Linked DNA regions of Sus scrofa: region 1 is linked to region 2. A link is a contact called in public HiChIP or PLAC-seq data. All regions are on one chromosome and are shown on one strand. The core of a region is the stretch at or near the end of the contact, and the rest is flanking DNA. Distances in the headings are between cores, read along the strand shown.

What was found. HiChIP or PLAC-seq counts read pairs in DNA pulled down with a chosen protein or histone mark.
Region 1: a contact with region 2 is called in an H3K27ac HiChIP or PLAC-seq map of alveolar macrophages. The contact joins two enhancer-like sites. A contact is called at or near these places in 1 of 47 Hi-C or Micro-C datasets (embryonic fibroblasts) and 1 of 2 datasets of contacts at active chromatin or transcription factors (alveolar macrophages).

The regions. Positions count from the first base shown.
Region 1 is chr14:32,182,853-32,189,610 of Sscrofa11.1, forward strand. It overlaps CCDC63 (coiled-coil domain-containing protein 63), which reads left to right. Exons shown (of 13, transcript XM_021072528.1): 8 at 1,444-1,664. Among named protein-coding and RNA genes, the nearest start is that of MYL2, 27 kb to the right of the region's middle. Within about 2 kb of position 2,414, at least 2 of the 83 cell types and tissues checked have an H3K27ac peak or open chromatin away from gene starts, as enhancers often do. A contact at or near this core is called in alveolar macrophages, where this site is marked.
Region 2 is chr14:31,960,794-31,968,544 of Sscrofa11.1, forward strand. The region is part of intron 1 of TCTN1 (tectonic-1); the gene reads left to right. Among named protein-coding and RNA genes, the nearest start is that of TCTN1, 11 kb to the left of the region's middle. Within about 2 kb of position 4,483, at least 9 of the 83 cell types and tissues checked have an H3K27ac peak or open chromatin away from gene starts, as enhancers often do. A contact at or near this core is called in alveolar macrophages, where this site is marked.

The DNA.
Region 1 (6,758 bases), core at 1,164-3,663, 220 kb after region 2:
GCACCTTTCTTGAAAAGGGTGGCCAAGGAGGGGCTGTTCAGGCTGTGATGTAAAGGACAAAAAAAAAAAATCCATTTGTGTGGGGGTGAGGAATCCAGGCAGAGACAAAGGCCCAGAGGCAGGAACATGGTAACTGGAGTGCAGAAGGGAAGCTGGAGAAACAGGAGGCCACTCCTCTGGGACTGACCATGCCCCAGGTCCTGCACATGCTAGGAGATGGTAGGGAATAGGACAAAAGTCCTGACCTCCTGGAGCTGACCTTCTGTCGGGGGAGATGACAAATTGGCAAATGCAGAAGTTAATCTGACCTCTTGGGAATCCATGAGCACAATGACAAAGATAAAACAAGGCCAGTGACAGAGAGTGGCCAGGGGCTGCTTTACCTATGGTGGTCAGGGTGGGCTTCTTGGAGGAGGTGACATCTGGGCAGATACTTGCATATCACAAGGGAACCAGCCATGCAGAGGTCTAGGAGAAATGTATCCCAGGCAGAGGGATCTGTGAGTGCAAAGGCCCTGAGGTGGGAGTATTTCCAGAACAGAGAGGAGACCAGTTGGCTGGAAGGAGTTGGTGCCAGCAGGAGAGTGGCAGGCAGTGGGGTTGGAGGGGTGGGAAGGAGACAGATCACACAGGGTCTTGTAGGCTGCACGGGAAGAGCTCGGCATTGCTTCTAAGTGTGGTGGGAGGTCACTGGGGGACTAAGGCAGAGGAGACTGAGTCTGACAGTGATGAGGCACTGAGGGGCGAGGGGATCAGATCTTAAAACTGAGAAGCTTCAGCTTCACCCTCAGGACAGTGGAGAACCACACATATAAGGAGGTCACGTGGCCAGATGTGCCTAGGAAGATCTAGAAAGATCCTTCTGATTGCTCTGTGGAGGCCCAATCAGAGAGATAAGACTGGGTTCAAGAGAGATGGGCCTATTGCAGGTATCAGGCTGGAGAGCAAGTCTTGGAGAACTTTCATGGTTCTAATTCCTTGCATTTGCCAAACTCTGAGTCTGCCTAAGGCCCTCTGCCAACAGGGCTTCCTTGACCTTCATCTTGCTCAAATGTCACCTCCTTCAAGAGGGCTTCCCCAGCCACCAAGCTCCCCCATCACAGCACATGTTACATCTCCTCCATGTCCTAGGCCACAATGGTAATTATTGGATTTCTTTTTCTGTTTACTTGAATATCTCTCTCTCTCTGTTCTCTTTGTGGCTGGTTCCTCTGCCAAAAGCTCCATGGAGCAGGGATTTTTTATCTACAGAGCCCAGCACAATGTCTGGCACAGAGCAGGTGCTCAATTTGATACTTGTGAAGTGGGACTAAGGAGGGGAGGTCCCGCTCCATCTCTTGGGAAAGTTTAGCCCCCTCCCCAAGGGGCATGCATACCTCCACCGGGCATGGCTCTGAGCAGCTTCCCTTTCACACTCATGGTGGCCAGCTCTTCCTTTTCCAGCTCTCAAGTCAAAGAAGCACAGGAAGAAGAACAAGGGTGAGAGTTTTGAGAGCTACGAAGTGGCTCATCTCCGGCTGCTGAAGCTGATTGAGAATGGGAACCTGAATCAGCTCATTGAAGAGTTTCTGGCCAAGGAGGAGAAGAACTTCGCTCGGTTCACGTATGTGACGGAGCTCAACAATGACATGGAGACCATGCACAAGAAGACCGAGAGAATCCAGGTTGGGGCACCTCTTCTTTCCCAGGCCTGGGCCCGCCAGCTTCCACAGTGGTCTTCCCCAAATTGGGTTTCTCAGAACATCTTTGAGATGCTCTGAAGAAAAAAAGGGCCTCAAGTCACAAGAGTTTGGGAAACACTATATTCCATGGCATATTTTATAATCCACAGTTTGGTAAACGATATCCATGGCCAGATATGGCCCTTGGCCTGTTTTTGTCTAGTTCATGAGCTAAGAATAGTTTTTGAAGAGTTTAAGGGAAAAAAAAAGGAGTATGCAGGACAGACCACACGTGGCCTATGTAGCCCAAAATATCGACTATCTGGCCTTTGCCATCAAAGCTTGCTGACCCTTATTAAAAAACAGCTTCACAGAATTGAGGAGAGATGGTAAATTGATCTTGGAGAGAGCTGATGTTTTCGAGCATAGAAAAGACTCTGACAAGTCCTGTAGTACAGAAACCATTTACCTTTGTTGAACTCATAATTTCCCAAACTTAATTGGCTCCGCAGGCTACTTACTCCCCAGAACACACATAAACAGCCTTTGGAACTATGCACGGTAGAGAGTCTAAACCCCTTAGTGTGACATTCCAGTAACTTCAAAATTTGACTTTGACCTGCCGCTGCAGGCTCAGCTCCCATCAGGACCCCCAAGGCACTCTTGGCAGCTGCCAGTCCCAGCTGTCCCTGCATCTTCCTCCTCTGAGGCTTTCCTCGTGCTTCTTCCTCCCCCCAACCCCGGCTTTTCTTCTGATGCAATACCGCTCATTAGTCCTAATGCTGCACAAATGTCACTTCCTCTGGGAGTTCACTACTCTTCCCTCTGAGGTCCCTGTGCTCTGTTTATCTGACCAGGGGAGCCCTTCCTTCTGCAGTGTCACCATTTCCTAAATGTGGGGCCATGTGCAAGTAGACAGTAGCTAGCATATAGGTGAAACATTTTAATTTACTAGTAATGAATTCATTGTAATGAGGATTAGGAAAAACATAGCTACCAGAGCATTGTGATTCAATGGATAGGATTCCTTAGGGTGATAAATAATAGTAATAACAATAAACAAATAATGATAAACATAATAAGCAAAATTTGGTCAATTTAAAACTACTACTAATAATAGTGATAGGTAATAATTATACAGGTGGTAATGTGGAAACGGAGATGGTTGTATCAGTTACTGGGACTGTCAAAGGAGATAGATGGCATGCCCAAAATGGGTAAATTGAAGTGAGTTTTTAATTTTAATTTTTATTTATTTTTGCTTTTTAGGGCTGCCCCTGCGGCATATGGAAGTTCCCAGGCTAGGGGTTGAATCAGAGCTGTAGCTGCTGGCCTACACCACAGCCACAGCAACGCCAGATCTGAGCTGCGTCTGCGACCTACACTACAGCTCATGGCAATGCTAGATCCTTAACCCACTGAGTGAGGCCAGGGATTGAACCCATATCCTCATGGATGCTAGTCGGTTTCGTTAACCACTAAGCCACGAAGGGAACTCCTGAGGGGAGGCTTTGTTTTTGTTTTGTTTTTAAGGGACTATTTACAAAGGTCTAAGGGAATTAAGAAGGGAGAATGCAGAACAGCACAGCTGAGCTCCAGAATGGCTGAGGGGAGGGAGCAGTTTCTGGCCTCAGGAGACAGGTGTGTGGGAAAGGCTGTCTGTCCTTCCTGGAGGCCTGTGGCCAAACTAGTGACCAGCCAAGATGGAGGGCAAGTTCTCCCAACCCCACTGTCCAGTCCAGTCTCCAGCCAGGGTCTGCCCTTGGCTGGGCCCAACCTGAGCCAGAGAGCGAGGGGGAAAGGAGCCTGAATGGCCCTCTGTCTCTCTTCTGGAAGCTGATCTTCCAGAGGTTTGGCATATACCTTCTGCATACCCAGAGCACAGAGGAGGCACCAGGAAATGGTTCTCCAACAGTAATTGACCTTGGCCTTCCCAGTCACCTTGAGGCATGTTCCCTCCTTTCTCCTTCAGCCCCAGCCTGTCTCTGGTGTGAGGACAAGTATGTCTGAGGAAGGATGGATAAACTCTCACCATCTCTGTGCCTCAGTCTCCCCATCTGTAGAATGACATACTTGGACCAGAGCAGTAGTTTCTAAACTTTGATTAGAAAGCTACAAAACTTTTCTTTCAACCCAGGTTATGGGGAAACACCACTATGTAAAACAGATGAAATGGAGTGGTTCTGGAGAAGGGTAGAGGTGGGATGGGTGATGGGAGAGAATGTCTAGGACATTTTTTGCCGCCTTGTGGCAATTTTTTTTTTTTTGTCTTTTTGCCTTTTCTAGGGCTGCTCCTGTGGTATATGGAGGTTCCCAGGCTAGGGGTATAATCGGAGCTGTAGCCACTGGCCTACGCCACAGCCACAGCAACAACGCAGGATCCAAGCCCCTTCCGTGACCTACACCACAGCTCACGGCAACGCCAGATCCTTAACCCACTGAGCAAGGCCAGGGATGGAACCTGCAACCTCATGGTTCCTAGTCAGATTCGTTAACCACTGAGCCACAACGGGAACTCACTTGTGGCACTTCTGCTCAAGCTAAGGTTCAGATTTTTTTTTTTAAGTTAAAAACAATTAGGATTATAACATCTGACTTCATCCCCACCTAGAGGGCTAGGATCAGATGTCATGAACTGGGTGAATGTAGCCTCTGTTCTGCTGCTTGGTCTCCCTCATAACCCAAATTTTAAAATTAATATGTTGCCCACATTTAAAAATCAGGATATTTCTGGTTTCCCTTGGAAAATCAGATCTGACGACTCCGAGGAAGCTGAGTGCCTGCTGCTTCTGTAAACCCAGCCGGCCATGCTCGCCCTCACTCCCCCAGACCAGCTGGGTCCAATTTGCTCTGAGGCAGCCAGTGGAGCCTAGTTGGGACTTCCTGTTTAAGCGCATCACCACTGCCCTCTGGTTGCCATCATCAGTATTGTGGGGAAGGTTTTTGCAGCCCAAAAGAGCTAAAGGAAAGGATGAAAGGATGAAGTGGGCAGGACCAGTGGGCAGGATCCTGAATTCTCATTTTCCAGGAGGGAGCATCTTACTAATCCCAGTGGGATGACAGAGAAAAGCCATAGCAGAAACTTGGGACGACCTCAGTCAAAAACCGACCCCACCAGGAAATGGTTCCTGAACAGAATTGACCTTGATCTTTCTCATTCACCCATGAGGTACTCTCTCTCTGGCCTTAGGGTGAGTGCGCCTGATGAAGGATGGACAAATACCTGCCTCTTCTGGGCTTCAGGTTTCCCATCTTTAGAACAATATTTGCACCAGAACAGTAACTTCGGGAGTTCCCATTGTGGCTCAGTGGTAATGAACCCCACTAGTATCCAGGAGGATGTGGGTTTGATCCCTAGCCTTGCTCAGTGGGTTAAGGATCCAGTGTTGCTGTGACCTGTGGTATAGGTTGCAGATGTGGCTCAGATTTGGCGTTGCTGTGGCTGTAGTGTAGGCCTGCAGCTGCAGCTGCAGCTCCAATTCAACCCCTAGCCTGGGAACTTCCATATGCCACGAGTGCAGCCCTAAAAAGCAAAACAAGCAAAACACACACACACACACACACACCCCACTTCTGAGCTCTTTTTTTAAAGTTATAGAACTCTGCTTTGGGGGCTTAAATAGAGTTGCAAATGCCTATTGAATGCATCTCAAAAACACTGATTTCCAAAGGGAAATATTAATATTTTTAAAATATTATAAGAGGAAGTTATGCTCTTTATAAAAAATTTGGAAACTAACTAATGTCAGAAAGAAATTTAAAAATTATCCAGGAGCTCCTGTCGTGGCGCAGTGGTTAACGAATCCAACTAGGAACCATGAGGTTGCTAGTTCGGTCCTTGCCCTTGCTCAGTGGGTTGAGGATCCGGCGTTGCCGTGAGCTGTGGTGTAGGTTGCAGACGCAGCTCGGATCTCGCGTTGCTGTGGCTGTGGCATAGGCCGGTGACTACAGCTCCGATTCGACCCTAGCCCGGGAACCTCCATATGCCATGGGAGCGGCCCAAGAAATAGCTAAAGAGACAAAAAAAAAAAAATTATCCATTGTCAGTGTCGATATTTTGAACTAATTCCTTTTGACTTCTTTTTGGTGATGCTTTAAAAGCTTAACACATTGATTATTACATAGTATTATAAAGTTTTATAGTCTGATTGAAAAAATGTTTTTTGGTTATTTTTTCATCCAGTAAGTATTTATTGTGCCCCTACTATACATCAGGTACTGTTCTGGACACTGGTAAGGTGGCAATGAAGAAAATGACAAAACCCCTTGTCCTCATGGAGCTTCTAATTTGGCAAGGCAAAACAGACAATAGACAACAAGCCTAAAAAGACATAAATCATAGAGAAAGTAAGCAGTAGTGTGGCTAAAAAATGAAGTGGAGCAAGTTCAGAAAGGTTCTGGCATGAGCAGACTTGTAGGTGGGAGGGAAAGCTATGCAGATCTCTAGGGGGATGAATGTTCCAGGCCGAAGCAAGTGCAAGTGCAAAGGCCCTGTGGCAGGAGAGCGCAAGGGGCCTAGGGTGCCTAGAGAGAGAAGTTAAGTCTGAAAGGCAAAGGATGTCCTAGGAGTTGGGGAGGGCTCATTTCTAGAAGAGTTTTTGACAATTACCCTGAAAAATAGGAGCTGTGGGAGAATTCTGAGCAGAGGAGGAATACCACCTGACTCAGGTTAGCTACTCAATTTGGAAAATACTAAAAAGTGTAAATATAAACCACAACTCAAGAAGAACCTCGCTACCTGAATATAGCATTGGTTAATCTTTTTTTCTTTTTTTTTGTCTTTTGTCTTTTTAGGGCCGCGCCCATGGTGTATGGAGGTTCCCAGGCTAGGGGTCGAATCGGAGCTGTAGCCACTGGCCTTCGCCACAGCCACAGCAACAACGCAGGATCCGAGCCGTGCCTGCAACCTACACCACAGTTCACGGCAACGCCAGATCGTTAACCCACTGAGCAAGGGCAGGGATCGAACCCGCAACCTCATGGTTCCTAGTCGGATTCGTTAACCACTGCGCCACGATGGGAACTCCAACACGGGATCTTTAACCCACTGAGCGAGGCCAGGGATCGAACCTGCAACCTCATGGTTACTAGTTGGGT
Region 2 (7,751 bases), core at 3,233-5,732:
TTGGTGGTACAGTAGGTTGAGGATTCAGTGTTGTCTTTGCCATTGTGCTGTTGTCCCTGCTGTGGTGTGGGTTCCATCCCTAGCCTGGGAACTTCCGCATGCCAAGGGCACAATCAAAAAGGAAAAAACAATAAGCCACAGTCTGAGAAAAGATATTTGTAATGCATAAAGCCAAGAAAGGATTAGTATCCCCAGTACATCAAGAACTCCTTCACTACAGAATAGAAATAGACTCATGGACAGGGAGAGCAGATTTGTGGTTGCCAAGGGGAGGGGGAGGGAGTGGGATGGGCTGGGAGTTCGGATTAGTAGATGCAAACTATTACATTTAGAATGGATAAGCAGTGATGTCCTATGTACAGCGTAGGGAACTATATCCAATCACTTGTGATGGAACATGGTGAAAGAATAATATGAGAAAAAGAATGTATGTATATGTGTAACTGGGGACTTTGCTGTGCAGCAGAAGTTTACAGAACATTGTGAATCAATTACAGTAAAAAATTTTAGGAGTCCCTGTCGTGGCTCAGCGGAAATGAATCTGACTAGAATCCATGAGGATACAGGTTCGATCCCTGGCCTTGCTCAGTGGGTTAAGGATCCAGTGTTGCTGTGAGCTGTGACATAGGTTGCAGACGTGGCTGGGATTCTGTGTTGCTGTGGCTTTGGCGTAGGCCTGCACCTATAGCTCCAATTTGACCCCTAGCCTGGGAACCTCCATATGCCTATGCCGAGGGTAGGGCCCTAAAAAGCAAAAAAAAAAAAAAAGGTAGAAAAATATAAAAAATGTCCAACAGTATGTTAAATTAGATAAAGAGGCCATTCGATTGAGATGGTTCTAATACTTTAATAGCCTACATATTTCAGCCAAAAAGTAAATGCCTTTAGGTTAAGAAATCAGAACCTAAGGACAACCAATCACAAACAACCAACTAATCTTTCTCAAATAAGGCAACCACTTAAACTCAGCCAATCAAATTATTATTATTATTATTTTTTTTTTTTTTGTCTTTTTGCTATTTCTTGGGCCGCTCCCGCGGCATATGGAGATTCCCAGGCTAGGGGTCCAATCGGAGCTGTAGCCATCGGCCTACACCAGAGCCACAGCAACGCGGGATCCAAGCCGCGTCTGCAACCTACACCACAGCTCACAGCAACGCTGGGTCGTTAACTCACTGAGCAAGGGCAGGGACCGAACCCGCAACCTCATGGTTCCTAGTCGTTAACCACTGCGCCACGACGGGAACTCCTCAAATTATTTTCTTGCTGTGCTTCTATGTCTTTTCTATAAGTCTTGCCCCCAGCTCCTGTCCCTGAAGCACCCAAGCACTTCTGGTTTGGTATTGCCTGATTTGAATCAATTTTTGCTCAAACTCAAAAATTTTTCCTTTTTTAAAAAATTGAAGTATAGTTAATTTACAGTATTGTTAGTCTCATCAAAAGTTTCAATAGGCCTCGGCTTATTTTTTTAACAGGGTACTTCAGAAGAGAAAACCCAATAGACATGAAGAGATACCCAATTGCGTTAGTACTCAGGGACATGACTGCAGGGGGGAGACTAAATCTGGATGGACAGAGAAAGCCTCTCTGAATAGGTGTCATTTCAACTGAAACCTAAATGCAAATTTGAGAAAAACAGCTAGCTGTTCAGGGTTCTGGAGGAAGGGCATTATTCCAGGCAGAGGGAAGAGCAAATGCAAATGTACTGGGTTGGGCAATGTCTTAAATCAGCCCAGGTTGCCATAAAAATTACCATATAACCTGACCCCCTTGCTGTACAGTGGGAAAATAAAAAAAGTAAAATAAAATAAAATAAAATGCTTACAATGGGAAAAAAAAAAAAAGACAGACACTGAGCCTTATGCATTTGTATGTCCCCAGTACCTTGAATGGTGCATCAAACAAGGTAAATGCTCAATAAATGCTGAAAGGATGGGTGGCTAAAAAAAAAAAAAAATTACCATAGAATGGGTGGCTTAAAGAACAGATTATTTTCTCAGAGTTCTGGAAGCTGGAAATCTGAGAAGGGGGTACCACGAAGCTTGGGTTTGGTGAGAGGTCTCTTCATGGCTTGCAGATGGCTTCCTGCTTGCTATATCTTCATGTGGCTTCCTCTTATAAGGGTACAGCTCTATCAGATTAGAGCCTCTTCCTTATGACCTCATTTATTTATTTATTTTCTTTTTAGGGCCACACTCATGGCACATGGAGATTCCCAGGCTAGGGGTTGAATTGGAGCTACAGCTGCCGACCTATACCACAGCCACAGCAACACACAGTTGTGTCTGCAGCCTACACTACAGCTCAGGGCAACACTGGATCCTTAACCCATTGATCGAGGCCAGAGACCGAACCCATAACCTCTTGGTTTCTGCTGTGCCACAATGGGAACTCCCTTATGACCTCTTTTAATTTCATGTACCTCCCCAAAGCCTTGTCACTAATTATAGTCGCATTAGGGCTTCAACATATGCATTTTGAGGGACACAGACATTCAGTCTATAACACCTTGGGGTAAGGTTTGTTTCTTTATTTATAGGCCATGCCCATGGCATGTAGAAGTTCTCTGGCCCAGGAATCGAACTCTCACTGCAGCAGTAACCAGAGCCATAGCAGCAACAAGGCCAGATCCTTAACCTGCTGAACCATCAGGGAATTCCAAAAGCTTGATTTAAAAAGATTTGAGGAGGCCAGGACTTCAGCACTGAAACGTGTAAGTGAAATTCTGGAGATCAACTCTGAAATTGGATAAGATAGAATGATTCTTCCTGTAGTCCATTTTTGGAAATACGAAGAATGATGCCTTATTCATAGTGAGTGGAGGGGAATTTGGAGGGAAATTCTATCAGCTTTTTATTCCTTCCCAAAGGCACAAAAACTCTGCCCCCTTCACAGGGGATTTCCCTCCTTCTGTCCTCTGAGTTTGACAACACAGTGGGATGCAGTCCCTAAGTTCCTTCTTTCTTTGCTACCTTCCATGGTAACACAGGGCTCTTAGATCATACGTTTTCCTGCTGAGTACTGGGGAACAACAAAAGTGTAACAAACAACAATGTCTAAACATGACTCATTCAAATAGAGAATGAACCTATGTCAAAAATGTGTTCAACTTGGTAAAGAGGAAACAGTAAGAAGGTAAAACTTGTTCAGAGAACCAGGAAGTAGGTATTTGAGGAAGTAGGAGTCTTTGATACTAACCTGGTTACTCTTTGCAGGGAATAAAAATGATGAGCTTTGGGGTTCTTTTTGATAGTGGAGAGGAATACTTTGAAACTCAAACCAGACAAAAATCAGAGACTTTAATCAATAGTAAATAGCCAGGCAAATGTACATCCCTTGGCCTACATATCCAGCCAGTCGGCCAGGTCTGGCTCTGCTGCTTTTGTTTATAATAAAGTTTTATTGGATCACAGCCATATCCATTTGTTTACAGATTGTCTGAGGCTGCTTTTACTCTACAACAAGGGAGTACTATGATGTCTAAGTTTACTTGATAGACAGCCTATAGCCCCAAAGTCTAAAATATTTACTATCTTGGACCTTTACCAGAAAAAGCCTTCCAACCCCTGCTAGAGAATTAATCCTTGGGTGGACTTGCTAAACAATGTCCTAGATGACATGAAAATAACTGCACTGCCCTCTCTTGGTCTTATTTCCAAATTTTGGATCATTTTTCTTAATAAGGAAATGTTTGGTTTAAAAATTGGGGGACTTTTTTTTTTGTACTTCTTTTTTGGCCAGCATGAGGAAGTTCCCAGGCCAGGGAACAATCCTGAGCCACAGCTGTAGCCAGAGCCACAGTAGTGACAATGCTAGATCCTTAACCCGCTGAACCACGAGTGAACACCTTGGGGGACATTCTGAGAGTTGTCATCTCTGGCCTTAATTCATAAATCCTCCTGTTCACCCACTCCAACACCTCAACACCTGCTTTAGGCATTGTTGACTGTCTCAATGCCACTTCACCTCCCAATCCTTTTCTCCATGGGTGGAGCTTATAAAAACCCCCTTTTAAGGGCTAATAAGCTTGAAAAAGAATTGGTGTTAAGTAATGTCCTTTACAGAGTCATTTGTTCAAGAGGGCATCCTGTCCTGAAGTTAGGACTCCAATTAGGAGTCCTAACGAAATCCTGGTGCTTCATGGTAGTAGTAGGTTCACAAGGAAAGGTTTTCTTTGGAGGTCCTCTCAGCTTGTTTTTTTTTTTTTTTTTTTTTTAATTTTCCCACTGTACATCAAAGGGGTCAGGTTATCCTTACATGTATACACTCTGAGCTTGTTTGAATTAAGTTCTACGGCTGTGGCTAACTGCAGGTTTTGAAAAGGCAACAATGGCGTGTGCTTGACTACTGCTGCTTCCCTGGTTCGTGGCACATAATAGGTGCTCAGTACATATTTGTTGATTGAATGATAGAAAGAATATAGAGGGTTTGTTTTCCCCTCAGGGTCAGCCCTGTGTGAGAAACGGTTTTGGTGACAAAGGCTGCCACCTGCAGGGTAAATATGAAACTGCAAGATTCAAAATTAGCCCTAAGGAAAAACACAATTTAAGATCACCAGAGAATCAATTTTTCTCCTTTAGCTTAAGGCAGAATTAATCAACATCATTTGGTCCTTTCCAATTAAAGAACCCTTAACTTTATTTATTTATTTATTTATTTATTTATTGTCTTTTTGCCTTTTCTTGAGCCGCTCCCGCGGCATATGGAGGTTCCCAGGCTAGGGGTCGAATCTGAGCTGTAGCCGCTGGCCTATGTCAGAGCTACAGCAATGCGGGATCTGAGCAGCGTCTGCAACCTACACCACAACTCAGGGCAACGCTGGATCCTTAACCCACTGAGCAAGGCCAGGGATTGAACCCACAACCTCATGGTTCCTCGTCGGATTCGTTAACCACTGCGCCACGACGGGAACTCCAACTCTTTCTTTAATGACATTTAAAAATTTTTATTGTCTTTTTAGGGCCCCACCTGTGGCATGTGGATGTTCCCAGGTCAAACCAGAGATGCAGCTGTCATCCTACACCACAGCCACAGCAATGCAGATCCAAGCCACATCTGAGATCTACATAGCTCACGGCAACACCAGATCCCCAGCCCACTATGTGAGGGCAGGGATCGAACCCATATCCTCACAGATACTAGTTGGGTTTCTAACCCACAATGGGAACCCCATTTAATGACATTTTAAAGCCTTTGGAGTGCTTAATAAATGCGCCTAGTGTGGTATTGTGCACACAGTTTTGCCACAGGTAACACTAGTATCCCCATTTTCTAAAAGAGGAGTCTGGAAGGAGAAAGCATGCCTGAGTTATACAGCTAGAAGGCAGCAAAAGTGGGAATTTGAACTCAAACATCATGGCTTCAGAATGTGTGCTCTTAACCATTTCAGTATACTACATCTCTATGCCTGATATAGAAAATGTTTGCAGGAAACATATAGAAACAGTGGGAATGGAACCCACGCAGATATCTCTGCTCTCTCCTGAAACACTACTAAAATGATAAAAAGAGAATCTGAAAGGTCTGAACCCAAAGAGAACAAGAGAGAACATGCTCATAAAAGATGTCAAATTCTTTCTGGAAGATAGGAGGCAGATAAATGCTGAGCTGAGTGGAGAAACCCTAGGTCTAAAGAAGGGGATGCCAGTGAGAAGTAAACTGGTTGGAGCTGCTGAACTCCAGAAAGGCTCAGAAATTGAGATCCCAGGTACCCGGGAGAGAAGGGGATTGAAGACATAATTATTGGACATATATACTAGGAGCTGTTAACCCCGCAGTCCCCTCCTTTGACTCCTTGCCCCAATCCCTGCACAGAGGATGCTTTGGAGAACTTGAAACCTGGCAACTCTTGGTTTAGAGATAGCACTCAGAGAAAAGGGTGGAAGTGAGGCAACATGCTAAAAACAGAGGGATTATACGGAAGTGTGCAACTAAAAAAAATCTTTTAAAAATAATCGTATGTTTGTTGGTAGTATTGATACTGTTATTCTGAGATTTAGCACTCTGCTAAGTGTATTTTGGGACAAAGCAAATAATAAATATGTTGGAGTTTTGAGAACCAAGCTTTATGGTGTGGGAGGAAGGATATACATATATAAGATCATTATGGTTAAGTAAAACCCCTCTTGTCTTTTTTTTTAAGTATAGTTGATTTACAGTGTTGTGCCAATTTCTGCTGTGACTCAGTCATATATATATATATATATATATATATATATATATATACATTCTTTTAAAAATATTATTTTCTGTCATGGTCTATCCCAGGAGATTGGATGTAGTTCCCCTATGCTATACAGTAAGATCTTATTGTCTATCCATTCTAAATGTGATAGTGGAACCCTTCTAGTCTTGATTTTAGTTGGAAATATCAGTATGATAGATTTTATCAGAGAGGTTAAATAACTTGCTCAAGGTCACCCAGCTGAGTTAACAAGAATAACTCAGGCTGGTCTTGCTCCATAGTTTGTGATGATCAATCTTCTTGGTGGGTCAGGGCCAGAGGGCCTCCTGAAGGAGATGAGATTTGAATAATAAGTAGGAACAATAAATGGACTTCTCTTTACCATGACCCAGGAATCCTGGACTGATCTGGAAGGAGTTTGTTTCTGAAATGTCAAAACCCAGGGCCAGCCTCTAAATCATGGCAACCAGTGACTAACAGAAGTAACGTGGATAGCAACTGATCTCCCTCAATGCCAACCCTTTAATAACTTTCAAGAACAGTGAGATGTACTTTCATTAACTCCTCAAAGTAAACACTTCTTCGAGTACAACCATAGAAGAATGCATAATTTATTTGAGTCTAATTTTTTTTCAACTTGAAAAATGTCCACAAGGTGTAACATTTACTTTCTGGAATTCCTGTTGTGGCTCAGTGGGTTAAGAAGGACTAGTATCCATGAGGATACCGGTTTAATTCCTGGCCTTGCTCAGTAGGTTAAGGATCCAGCATTGCAGTGAGCTGTGGCGTTGGTCACAGATGCGGCTCAGATCTGGTTGCTGTGGCTGTGGTGCAGGCTGGCAGCTGCATCTCTGATTTGACCCCTATCTCGGGAACTTCCATATGCCCACAGGTGTGGCCCTAAAAAGCAAAAGAAGGAAAAAAAAAGAAAAAGAAAAAATTTACTTTTAAGTCTAGTTTGATGTTGAGTAGGCTGGCAGGACAAAGGACTTTTGTCCTGTTTTCCAAATGCTCCCCCTCATGGAACACGTGGATGATATGATTAAGAGAGGGGACATATGTTTTTAAATTTGTTTTATTGTTGGGCTTATTTAATTTAAAAATTAGTTATGGAGTTCTCACTGTGGTGCAATGGGATTGGCAGTGTCTTAGGAGCGCTGGGACTCAGGTTCAGTGGGTTAAGGATCTGGTGTTTCACAGCTGTGGCTTAGGTCGAGAGTGCAGCTCAGATCTGACCCCTGGCCCAGGAACTCCATATGCCATGGGGTGGCCAAAAATGGAAAAAATGGGGAAAAAAAAGTAATGCATGCAAAATAGATTGAAGATTGACTTTTCTTCTCTCTTCCTTCCTGGAAACTGTTATATTTACCAGCTTCTTATGTCTTGCAGAAAACATTTTAAAAGGGAATTTTTAGGTTGATTCATGTTAAGAGGGGGCAGAAATTAAAATATGACTGACCCTTTATTATCCCACTGTAGTAAGCAACTGCCCTCTGAGGGAGAACCTGCAGCTGGATTTTATTTGGACAGACTTTGATTATTTGTTTTAAGAGGCTCACAAGTGATC